2 separate regions of the Sus scrofa genome follow, and region 2 is linked to region 1. Evidence: chromatin contacts called from public Hi-C data. All regions are on one chromosome and are shown on one strand. The core of a region is the stretch at or near the end of the contact, and the rest is flanking DNA. Distances in the headings are between cores, read along the strand shown.

The links. A called contact is a pair of places that touch in the nucleus more often than the background predicts.
Region 2: a contact with region 1 is called in a Hi-C map of embryonic fibroblasts, with 2.7 times the contacts expected there. The contact joins the promoter of CHN2 here to the enhancer-like site in region 1. A contact is called at or near these places in 4 of 47 Hi-C or Micro-C datasets (embryonic fibroblasts, heart right ventricle, retroperitoneal adipose tissue and 1 more).

Annotation. Positions count from the first base shown.
Region 1 is chr18:42,984,727-42,991,427 of Sscrofa11.1, reverse strand. SCRN1 (secernin-1) reads right to left here. Exons shown (of 8, transcript XM_021078608.1): 8 at 3,502-6,701. Among named protein-coding and RNA genes, the nearest start is that of WIPF3, 37 kb to the left of the region's middle. Within about 2 kb of position 3,902, at least 24 of the 83 cell types and tissues checked have an H3K27ac peak or open chromatin away from gene starts, as enhancers often do. A contact at or near this core is called in embryonic fibroblasts, where this site is marked.
Region 2 is chr18:43,507,465-43,513,802 of Sscrofa11.1, reverse strand. CHN2 (beta-chimaerin) reads left to right here and starts at 4,211. Exons shown (of 13, transcript XM_003484050.4): 1 at 4,211-4,753. The coding sequence starts at 4,705.

The sequences.
Region 1 (6,701 bases), core at 2,653-5,152:
GGCTAATGCGACATACTGACACAGAGGCCACCACTTTCCATAAAGTTCTGTGTCAGAAACGAGGCCTGGAGTTCCCGTTCGCAGCTGAAACGAATCCAACTGCGAACCATGAGGTTGTGGGTTCGATCCCTGGCTCTGCTCAGTGGTTGAGGACCCGGCGTTGCTGTGAGCTGTGGTGTAGGCCGGCGGCTCCAGCTCCAATTGGACCCCTAGCCTGGGAGCCTCCATATGCCGCAAGTGCGGCCCTAAAAAGACAAAAAAAAAAAAAAAAAAAAAGGAAACGAGGCCTTTCATTTTTTAGCTGAAATTTCTAACTACAGAATGTTCTCCTGGCTTTTGTGGCTAACTGAACTCATGATGGGTATTTGGGCAAACCAGCTGAGGGAACAACTTTCTCAAAAGCATCTTGTAAAAAGTAGGTAACACTACATTTATTTAGTTTTATTAATATAAGACGGGCAGAGCGTTGCTTACAAATTTTATGAGCTTGTGTTAAAATGGAACAGCTTTCAACCTAAGTTGCACTCAACACTGCCCCCTCTGCTTAGCAAACTCCTCAAAAAATTCCCTAGGGAGTTCCCATCATAGCTCAGCGGTAATGAACCCAACTACTATCCATGAAGATGCAGGTTCGATCCCTGGCCTCACTCAGTGGGTTAAGGATCAGGCGTTGCTGTGAGCTGTGGTGTAGGTCACAGATGCAGCTCGGATCTACCATTGCTGTGGCTGTGGTGTAGGCTGGCAGCTGCAGCTCTGATTTGACGCCTAGCCTGGGAACGTCCATATGCCACGGGTGTGGCCCTAAAATGATAAAAAAAAGTCTTAGGTAGAACAGTATCGTCTCCATCTCCATCAGGGTTAAGTTTTAGTTGCTCTGTTTGGAATGTGGTGCAGGGAGATGAAGTTTACCTGATAGGTCATTTGGCTTCAGGGAAAACATGGGTCTGAATCTCTGTTTTGCATCTTACAAATTTAGGGAAGTACCAAGTTTAACCAGTTTATGCCTCAGTTTCCTCATCTGTAAAATGGGAGCATAAATACGTATGTAAGCATATAGTTGTGAAGATAGAATAATGTAACACCTGGGCAAGCCCTTAACCCTTGGGTCACAACAGACCCAGGTATCAGCATGCATGTGTGCCTGCACACACAGACACATACACATACACACACTCTCTCTTTCTCTCTCTCTCTCAGACAAGCAGTTTGCTAATTACACACAGAGTCACACACAGGGCTCTCACTGGCGGCATCCCAGGAGTTCCATTCAGATGAACTACCCAGATCACCAGCTCTGCTGTTGGATAACAAGGAGAGAGCAGTAATTAAAATTCATAGATGCTCCTGAAATAAATATCATCTAGAAACTGATTTCAAAGTTAGCTGCTACACACTTTGCATCTGAGTTAGTTAAGGACCTGATTTGCCTTATTGGCTGTCATATTAATGGAAGCACAGATAAGTTCTTTCATGACCCAAAGGGCCCAACTGAGTGGAGGAGAAAAGCAATGGCCCAAGATAAGTGACAAAGTGGATCATGAACTTGAAAGCCATTGACTGTGAAGGTGGGTGAAGTGGCCATAGTTCTAGGCCCCCCTGAGTTTCAGGTGGGACAGGTGGGGCCTAAGGGGAGTGGGGAAAGCTTAATGGAGAGAAAGGGCTGTGGACTCCAGAAGCAAGTTCCAAATGCTGAGACCTTCCCCCAGGAGGCTTTGGCATCCTTCGTGAACCTGTTCTGTTATGAATCGAATTGCATCCTCCAAAAGTTCATGTGTTGAAGTCCTAACCCCACACCTCAGAAAGTGACCTTATAGGGGGAGAGAGTTGTTGCAGGTGTCAGCTGAGGTCCTGCCAAGTCCAGTGTGACTGGTAAAATGGGGAAATGTGGACACAGACACACAGGGAGGGTCGTATACAAAGAGGAAGAGAGAGACCAGCGCGATGCTTCTCCAAGCCAAGAGATACGGGGATGGCCAGTAACCACCGGAAGCCAGGTGAGAGGCACGAAACAGCCCTCAGAGGGAGCCAGCCCTGCCAGCACCTTGATCTTGGACTTTAGCCTCCAAAACTGTGAGAGAGAATCCATTTGTTGTTGAGGCCACCCAGTTTGCAGGCCTTTGTTAGGGCAGCCCTAGCCAACTCATACATTCTCGGTAACTTTGGAGTCTTGCAGTTTATGAAAAAAAAAGAGCTGAGAATAAAAGATTAAAGAGTCAGCAGCTCCTTGGCGTGTAAACAGGGCTGACATCCACTCTGACCTTGACAGAGGTCACACGTTGCCAGTGGTTAAGTCCTGTTTTCACGAACAAGACATTTAGTTGCATTTACCTGTCACGTGGAGACAAAATCATGGAAGCAGTCTGGCGTTTCTAGGTCACAGAGGGGAGAGAGCTGGGTTTTTTCCTGAAGTGGCATCCTTTCCTCCAGTGGCGCTGCTGTGGCTTTAAAATAAAGAGGTTTGTTATAGATGACAACAGCCATTCTGATGACTGTTCTAAATTTGGTAAAATACACACAACAAACTTACCAGAGCTCTTTGATGGCTCAGCCGTTTAAGGATCCAGTGTTGTCCCGCTGTGGCTCTGGTTCGATCTCTGGCCCAGGAATTTTTGTGTGCCATGGGTGCAGCCAAAAAAACACAAACAACTTACCATCTTGACCACGTTCAAGGGCACAGTCATGAGAAGTACATTCACGGTGTTATATGGCCAGTCTCCAGAACTCTCTTAGCAGCTTGCAAACCTTAAACTCTGTACCCCTTCAACAGGAACTCTTCCTTCCCCTTTTCCCCCAGTCCCTGGCAGCCACCATTCTCTTTTCCGGCTCTCTGAGATTGACTGCTCTTGGTACCCCCAAAAAGTGGAATCAAATATTTGACTCGTTGAGAGTGGCTTATTTCACTTAGCATAATGTCCTCTAGGCACATCCGTGTTGTAGCATGGGCCAGAACTGCCATCCTTTTTAAGGCTGCATAGTCCATTGCTTGGATTTTGTTCATCCATTCATTCCCTGATGGACACTTGGGGTGCTTCCACCTTGTGGGTATCGTGAATAACACTGCTGTGAACATGGGTGGAAAGATACCTCCTGGAGACCCTGCCTTCCGTTCTCTGGGGTCCACTCAAAAGTAAAATTGCTGGATTATATGCTAATTCTACTTTTAATTTTTTTGGAGGAATCTCCATACTAGTTTCCATATCAGCTGCCCCGTTTTATGTTCCCGCCAACAGTGCGCAGAGTTACAATTTCTCCATATCCTTACCAACATTTATTTTCCTTTTTTAAATAGTAACCATCCTGATGGGTGTCAAGTGGTATCTTACGGTTTTGTGCTTATTTTAAAGAGTGATTTTATCCACGGAATGGATAAACGGAGGAAATGCTGAACTGGTTGACTTTGCCAAAAATTCCAGCCAGAAAATAACATCCCCTTGATGCATTTCCCATGTTGTGACCGACACCCACACTTATTCACTTACTCATACGCAAGGACACAGGGCATTCATTTCAGTATTTTTTTTATTGTATGCTGGATGTATTTAGACACAATTCCAAGAACAAGCGCTGGATGGGGAAGTTATCTGGTTTGCAGATATTTGTACAAAAGGCTGTTAAGACTACACAGTCAGTTCCCACTGCAGGAAAACAGGAAGACTTTCCTTTTTATTATTCTCTGCCCATAGCATTTTCCAGCTCACACATTTAACTTCTCACAGCATGACCGCAAACACGTACAGATACATCCCCACGAGAAATCAGCCTTGACGTCTCGGGACATCTGGATTCAATCAGAAGAAGCACATGTGATACAAACCGTAGGAGGGGATCTGGGACTTAGGAGCGTGTGGAATGAAATGCCATGGCAGCAAGGAAGCACAAGGCAGTGATGGCCTGCAGGTCACGTGACCTGCCACCCCTCCCCCTCCAGAGAGGACCGGCCAGCTTGGTGGCTTCCCTTCCCTCCTTCCTCTGTGTGCTTCCTCCCAAAGCTGAGCCCAGCTGGAGACCTTCCCCAGAAATGACCTGCCTGCCTGTCAGTCAGGTATGCAGTTAGTGATTTCGTAACAGACACACTGGTCCCATCTGGCTTTCCTGCTGGGCCAGGCAGAGCTGTGTAACACCTGTACCCATGTGGGATGACATCAGGCAGCAAAGTAGTTTGCCTGGTTGATAATTATTTTTATATGTAATAATTCACCCAATAGTGAAGGAACTTCACTGCTAATGTCTAATAGGCATACACCTGCTCTGGGAGAGCACTTATCAGAAGGGCTCTAATAATAACACTGTCTTAGGTTACAGGGCACTAAATCACCATAGTTTCAAGTATACACCTAAAATTCCAAACCGCCTCCGAAAGCGAAAGAGGTACTACTTCTGCTTTGCTAATTTACTGGGGCTTCTGCCCCTCCCTGGTATGAGCCTTCATCCATGGTGAATCCCACTTACTAACCAAAACTAACCACCTTATTTATGTTTGGTGTGGGACGCGGGGGATCGGAAAAGACTCTGTCCTTCACGGCCGTGTCTTCTTTCTGCACAAGGCATGCACAGCCCCTGACCCTCCCCCAAGTCTTAATGGATACACACAAGGTATGCTAGGAGGCTATTTACATACTGACCTTTAAACATGATTTTCATTGTTCATCCTGAACATTCACTTTCCCCATACTGCCTTCAGAAAAGCAATCCCTGGTCAAGAAGGCATCCATGTAATGATAAGCATTTTCCAAAAGCAGAGTCTGTTAGGAGCATTTAGAAACAAACATCTCCCCTGCAACAGTGCACTCAAAATCCAACTACGTATTTCAAGCTGTTAATCTAAGTCACTAGAAGCGAGTACAGCCACATCAGCAGATTCTTTGCCCTCTTCTTGTCTTTACCCACAAATCCCAACGCACGAAGAACCGGTCCACCACGATTATTTGGGTTTTAGCTGTACACAGAAGACCTGTGTACAAGCCTAATGGAAGGATCCCAGCCCTGTTGAGCGTCTGCCAGGCTGTGCCACGGAAGGGCTGCCACGCCCTCTAGTGGTAAAACAGTGGCACCACAATTGTGATGTATCAGCGTCCGCCACGGCAACTCTCAATTAGACTGCTCTCAACTCTCACTCTCCCTGGGTTGCTGGACTGAGGTCAATGTCCCTAACAGCTGAAATAGCCAGCATTTTTCCCGCTGCACAGTGGCTGGGTAAGGGCATAAGTCTGTCTGGGTTATCCATGACCTTTCTTTGGCCCATAATAATGAAAGCAGGCCTCTGTGTAATTTATTCTCACTAGACTTCTTTTGGTCAAACCCCTAGGGTATCTCAGACATGCCAGGTCTGATGAAATGTTTCCATAACACACAGAGGTGAGACCACGTGGTGGAAATTTTTACTTTGTTTATCATGCGGAAATTCCCCGGCCAGGGATCAAACCCATGCCACAGCAGTGACCCAAGCCACAGCAGTGACAATACTGGATCCTTAACCAGGGAGCTCCTATGGTGAGATTTTAGAGCGGCTTTCGGCAGGTGGGCTTCGGAGGGGCTGAGGTACCTACATCATCCTCAAACCTCACCCTTCCCTGCTCAGCAGCTGTACACAGATGCTCTGAGAACGGCCCCCACCTAAGAGGAGACCTGAGTTCATCCGCAGGGAGAGCCCAGGCCAAACCTGGACGAAACGCAGCAACTCTAAGCCACTGTGAACGGGTGCTGTTCACTCCATCAGCTCAAATATTCCTCCCACCTCTCCCTGCTCGTCGTCGGTGACTTTACATATAGAATCTGCAGAACTGCTGGGCAGAAAGCTCACCATGCTCTTAGGCCCACACCCTCACAAGGGAGTTAGTAGAAAAAAAGATTTGTTCCAGTGAAACCTGTGACCCTCAGTGTCCACATCTGTGCCTGGGGCCTGAGTCCCTTCCAGCTCGCGTGGCCTTTGCTAACCTGCTGTGGAGAAGGAGTCACTGACTCTAAGTCACTTCCAAGACAACTGGCACTCACAGTATTTTCATGTGCAAATGCCTATTGACGATGCAGTTAATGAGGCCCTTATGGTACAGGGGAGGCTGGAGCAATGAAGCCGCTGTCCCACCACCAGCTGCCGTGTTAACACACACTCGTCATCTCCGCCCCTTTCTATGTCAAGAGTGGTGGAGAGTCTCAATAGCTGGAGGTAAGCCCACCCCCACCCCCACCACCTGCCCACTTCAGCTGCCAGTCTGAAGGCGGCCCCTGGGACACCTGCCGGGCCTGAGGCATAAAGCCAAGGACCAGGCAAAGCCAGGTGCTTCCTCCCAGGCGCTGTGGGATGGAACAGGCCAGGCAGCCAGGGCAGGGGTGGGCCTGTTACCCGGGAGTGAAATGCTTCTCCATCCATCTGCACCCTCGCTGCCCTCTGTCTTCCCAGGGCTGGGCCCATCTGGTCCTCCTCGCACGCCTTTCTGGGCTCTGCTGGTGACCCAAATCCTTCACGCGCACACGACGTGGGAAACAAATCAGTTTAATTAAAGTCTCTGCTAAGATAATGGGGAGGCTGCTCAGATTCCAGCTACTTTAACTCCCATCTAAACAGCCAAGAGCGTCTCCTTTTCTCTCCCTCATTAGCGGAGAAATTTGCAGCTTTGTGGAGTGGAACTCTGCCCCGGGGCCATTTAATTAATCCTAAACTAGATGGCGGCGGCCAGGCCCAGGATCAATTCTGGACACCGCCA
Region 2 (6,338 bases), core at 2,962-5,461, 520 kb before region 1:
AGACTAGGTATCTTTGCATTAGAAACACGGCTTGAACTACAAAGGGGACTGTTTCTCACTACAACAAAGAGTGTATCGATGTTGAGAAATTGATGGCAAAAGGACCTATTTTCTGTAATAGAGCATTTGCCATAAAATATTTAAAGCTAGTTGACAAATAGCCCCGCAGTTCTCCAGTGGATGCTGGCCACTGGATTAATCTTGAAAGTCAGGAATATTTCATTCTGTGCTTAGCACTGAGAAAAGGAATGACCTTCACCAACACGCCTGAGATGTGGGAGCCCAGCTCCAGCCACAACAGCCCACATTCACCCTGCGGTGTTTTCATGTCTGCTTTTAAACTTCAAAGGAACCAACAGTAAAGCAAAAATAAACAAATTATAGTAACATAAGAGCTAGTCTGTAAACAATAAATTACATGAGCTGTAACAGCTGGTGATGGGAGTGGGGGCTGGGGCTGCAAATATTTGCACCACGGAAATATAATCTTGGAGTTCCTGTCGTGGCTCAGTGGTAGTGAACCCGACTAGTATCCATGAGGATGCGGCTTCAGTCCCTGGACTTACTCAGTGGGTTAAGGATCCAGCGTTGCTGTGAACTGTGGTGTAGATCTGCAGTTCAGCCCCTAGCCTGGGAACTTCCATATATATGCCCTGGGTGCAGCCCTAAAAAGACACACACACACACAAAGAAGTAAATTTAATTTTATCTTTTCACCATTTTAGTTGGAAATAGGGTGTCCTTACATGCCCATCAATTTCTTTTCTGTGCTGCAGATGTAGTACTTCGCATCTTGTTGTTCTGTGGTCACAGCTACTGTGAAAATTAACTGGTGTACATGCGAACCATTTGGATTCATTTGTACCTTGGTTTGTGCACTTATTCAGCAAATATCCACTGAGCGCCTACTGTGTGTAAAGTGTGGTAGAGAATACAAAGGCCGGCCAGGCCAGGCTCCTGTCTCCAGGAAGCTTTTAATAAAGTATGTTTGACAGTTGCAACTGAAACAAGACAGAGCATCTGGCCATTTAAGAGGTACAGAGAAAAGACTAGAGGAATTCAACAGAAGGAGAGCTGGTTTCTGGCTGCTGGCTCAGGGAAGGTTCCCCAGGAAGGTGCATTCTTCTAGAACCTTCATAGTAAGGACGAGGCCCAGTAGGAAGAGATGGGAAAAGGCCAGTGCTGGCAGCCCCAAGTGGTACGGGGTGAGGTGAAGAAGGGGTACCTTTGTGAAGGGGGCAACAGGAAATATGTTTGGAAGGAGAAGGTGGGAAAGTTCTAAATGCTAAATTAAGCATGAAAGCCACGTTTAAACAAAACAGTAATTTCTAATCCTAAATAAACCAAGTTGTCAACCAGCCTCCTTTCACCCCATAAATATTTTAATATTTGAAGAAAAAAGGTGGACGTGTCTAAAAAAAAATTCCTACTTGTCACACAGACTTAAACTCTTTTGAACACCAATATTCCCCTTTTTGGGAGCAAATAGGCATTGTCTAAAGATAGTGCCATACATGAGTGAATAAAATACATGAACTAATTTTCTTATTATTTCATTTACAGGAATGCTTTGGAAGGTCCACAAACAGGTTCTTGAGCCTACTGAGGAGGGGGTTAGCATCTTGTTTCAGCCACCTCCTGCTAATTTATTGATATTAAACATTTTTGCAAGTAGCAACGAGCCATTAGGCCTCTGAATCTGAGAAAAACGTCAGTGTGCGATCATATGCCTGCTGAGTTTTCCCCATTGTTTATGACTTTTAACCACCCAAAGTATTGATCAACTTTCAGATTTTAGTTCTAAACCTGGAGCTTTCCTTTTGTTCTTCAAAATAACGGACTTCAGGGTTCCCATCCATCTCCTACCAATAAGCGAAGCCTCCCCAGTCATCCCATTTCTGCTCTGCCAGCATGCTTATTGGTCCTGTGTTTTTCTGGCCTCTGGACCCAGTGAAGAAAAATGCTTGTCCATCTTATTCTACTTTTGTGTAGCACAGGGTGCCTTGGGGTGATACCTTCACAGCAAGTGCCCCTCTGTCCCTCCATCTAATTAATTGGGAATAATAAAAAAAAGTCTACTTAACAGGGCCATGTTTTACTTCCTCTAACTAAGGACTGCAAAGCTCTTTGAGGGTAACTATTATCATGCAAACGGCAAAAATAGAATTCGGCATCCCTCTGTGAGACTTCTGAGATGAATCATGAAACCTGTTGAGTACTGCTCCATCTGGGACAAGAAAGATCTAAACCTTGGGCCAGAGGTAAACACTTCTCCTGGTAAGACAAGTCACTGCTGATGAGTTACCTCCAGTCATCTCCAGAGGCAATGGAGAAAGCAAAAGTTGTTCAAGTCATAGATTTGATCTTTCAAGTAAACAAAATGACTTTTGGAGCACAAACTCTATGCCAGGCAGACTGTGGCTTTACACATATTGTCTGATTCAAATCTTCACAACCCCCTATCTTATCAGATGTTTGGTTGTGGGTGGAGAAACTGAGGCTCGGTGGATGGAAGTTACAGGCTCAAGGTCACATAGCTAGTAAAGGGCAGAATCAGAATTTGGACCTGGGTGTTGTCTTCTTCAAAGCCCAGAGGATAATAACCCTACTATGAGACATAGCCAAGTCAGACAGTCCCCCAGCTAAAGATCTGGAGGGGTGCATCAATCACCAGTCAAAGATGTAGATAATGCCTTTGATCAGAAGAACTCTGAAAAAACAGGAAGTCTCTTCTGATAGCAAGGTCAAGTTTGGGGTGGGCCGTATGTCCCCGTAGGGCTCCACATTAAGCTGCATCAAGGTTGCATTAGACAAAAAAGAAGAAGAATGGAAGGGTGGGGGGTGGGGGTGCTAGGGTCCCCTTATACCAGGCAAGGATGTTTCAAAGTTCCATGTAAATGAGGATCAGGAAAACTCAGTCCAGTGTGACCAGAGAGTACTCAAGAGGCCTCAACTATTCAGCAAGCAGCATTTAAAAAAAAAGAAAAAAAAAATCTTACTGGGAACATCTCGAGGATGGTGTTTTTGAGGGGATTAAAAAAAATAAGATACTAGAAAATGTGACACGGGCATGCATTGTGATTATTCAACATTTATTATTCACTGTGTGTCAGGTGCTTGGTTGAGGTGGACCCCCTAGGAATGGCTGCTGTTCCTGTGTCACTCTTGATAATTTTTAAATTGACTATGTCCTTTTAACCATGTTTTTTAAAATTGAACTACCCCAATGCGAACACTTTCCACTTTGCTACATAATGAGAGTACTTTCATTCCTTTAATGTTTGCTCTTTCCTTTGATCTAACAATTTCTGTTCAAATTTCACAGTTTTCTCTGGCTTCAGGAATGAAAGAACCGATTACCCTGCTGGGAGCGTGAAATAGACTTAAAAAAAATCGGCACGATATTTCCTTCCAGTGAAATTAATTTAGCTTTAAATACAGGGCTAAGGGACACACCTTGCGCCGGAGTCCCTTTCCCTCACACACCTAAGCAGTTCCTTACCGGGAAAGGGCTCAGTTGGACCTGCTGCCAAGTCTTAGGGCTTTTGTGAGGATCTTTGGCAAGATACAGTCTGAGAACCTCTTTCTCTTTGACACCCGGCTTTGTGTGGGCCTGATGACATGTCTGGAACGTCTCTATTTCTTTGAAGGTCCATCTCAAAAGCCCCGTGGACCCGTCAGGCCCCGTCCGTGGCTGGGGTACTTAAGTGCAGCCAGACCGGCTTGCAGGGTGTTTGGGGGGTATTTTAGGAAACCACCTTCCTGCTCAGCTCCAGCGCAACAAAGGACAATTTGGAGGGGAGTGGAAGGAGCGCCCCACAGCCGCGCTGGCAGCCCCGGCCCCCTTCTACCTAACACCGCGTCCTCAGTGACCCCGCCTTCGCCCTCTGGATCCCACCCTGGCTGTGTCGCTGCTCCCTAGTCTGGCCGGGCGCCGCCAGCCCCACCACCGACCCCCCACTCCCCACTCGCGGTCGCCCTCAAACCTTCGGAGCAGCGCTGCGCACGGCAGCCACGCTCGCCCCGCGCCGCTCGGCGGCTTCCCCGGCCCCTCGGGGTCCGGCTCCCCCGGCCAGGGTCCCCCCCGCCCTGCAGTCCACAGCCTCCTCCTCCAGCTCCCGTCGCAGGAGCTGTCAAGCCCGCGGCAGCTGAACCAGCCCCCCGAGCTCCCGCGTCTCCTCTCCTTCCTTTGTGTGCGCGCGAGCGGAGTTGGGGCGGAGGGAGAAGGGGGAGGTCGCTCTGTCTGTCTGTCTCCCGCCGCCTTTGCCCGGGCAGCTCGAAGTGCCGCCGGGGAGGCGGGAGCCCGGGGGAGGGTGCGGGGAGCTGGCGGGGCGGCCCGGGCGCCGGGTTCCCAGCCGCGCGCGCGGGGGAGCGCGGACCGCAGCCGGGGCTCGGCTGGAGGCACGATCCGGCCCCTCCGGCCGCCCCTCGGCCTCCCTCCGCTCCCACCTCCCCCCGACACCCGGAGAAAAGCGTGCGAGGGCGCCGAGAGGGACGGAAACCACAAATAAATAGCGGCGGCAGCAGCGCGTCATCTGGCGGAGCAGGAAGTGCAGGCAGAGTCCGGAGGCTGGTGCTCTCTGCGCGTCCCCAGGACTTTGCCATGGGCTGGGGGCCGCGGAGCCTGCGAGCGGCCGGCCCAGGGCAGCGGCGGCGGCGTCCGCACCAGCGCTGAGCCAGCAGCCACGCGCGGGGCGCGCGGAGATGGCAGCGTCCAGCAACTCCAGCCTGTCCGGCTCCTCGGTGTCCTCCGGTGAGTTCCAGCCCGTCGGGCGCGGCTGCCCTGCGGGGTCTCTCGCCCCCTGCCCTCGGCCCGCACCCTGGGATGGAGAGAGCCTATCTGTGGCCGTCCTGCCCGCTCTCCCGGAGGGCGGCCGGCCGGCCGGCCGGTGTGACACTTGTTTGGCTCGCCAGCCCCCTCGGTGCCCCCTGCCTCTCAGCGCCTCTGACAGCTCCGAGGTGGGAGAGTGGGGGCGCCCTTCGTGTGCAGACGCGGGGGTCCTGGGGATTCGGGGAGCAGCAGGCGAGAGGCTCGAAGCGAGCAGGGCGGGCGCGCACTTTCTGGCGCCGCGGGAACCTGGGCTGATGAGGCGGAGAAGGTTAGGGTGACGCCGGGAACCCCGACCCGCTGGCGGTGCGGTGCCCTCCCCGCTGGATGCCCAAATTCAAGGCGCAGGGGAACCAACCCTCGCTCCTCGCAGACTTGATTTTCTTTGTTTGTTTCAGAAATTAGCTCTGCGGAGACACACGCTTGGGGCATGGGTTTGAGATAGAGGTAATAAAGGAGTCTGTCTTTCTGGTTTTGATTGAAGCGAGTTAGGGGAAGGGAGGTCGAGCCCAGCCTGTGATAATTTGCCCGGTCGCAAGTGTACATGCGTGTGTGTGTGTGTGTGTGTGTGTGTGTGTGTGTGAGTGTGTGAGATTTTCCTCAATGGCCTCTTGGGATACGTTCTGTAATTTTACTTTCCAGGCATACATTTTTTTTTTTTTTTCCAAGTGCGACCGAGAAAAGGGAGGGCTTCTTCCAGCTTTTCTACGGTTGATCAGGGGGTCTAATTGAAGAGAAAAAATTGCTAATGAATCTGAAGGAGTGGGAATCAATGGACGCAGACCCACTGGATTCTGAGTATGACAGGTTTCTAATCAGAATGATGCATTAGGTAGAATTCTTCTACCGCCCTGGTCTTTGAAAACTTTAATGACAAACCTTAAAGGGAGAGCTGATAAGGCATTTAGTGTAGTTTATGGGATTCAGGGGTCAAGAAGGTCTTGAAGTCCTAATGGAAATGCTGAATATATTAACATTGTATTAATTCCTATTGTGTGTATGTTTTAAATGAGAATCACAAAATTAAATCAAAAGGAAGAAACACTTTGTTGGAGGCACTGGACAGCAAGCCAGGCATTGAGGAGCCATGTCTGTAGATGTGTGACTAATCCAATCATAAATGCAAGGTGATTTGGGGAAGGTGCACTTGTGACATGGCACAAGGTGATCACTTGAAAGCCATCGCTTATCTTTTTTGGCAGGTTTTAGTTCCAGGGAAATAACACTTCCTTTCTTGATCACTGCCAACTAATCAAAAGCACCGTGTTGTTATGTGTACCGTATAGATGAAGTTTCTGGTAGTAGCAGCGAATGGGGCAGCACAGTCATATCTTATTAAGAGCAGCAACAAGTTGACCGCCTGTGGTTTTAATTCTGAGAACTCAGCAAATGCTACAGCTTATTTTTAGTACCCCCAAACCACTGCTGCTGCTCTTCAATTCATTTTGGTTAACTACCATTGAATTTAAAATACAGTGATGTTGGCTTATGATTAGCATATGGTTATCCC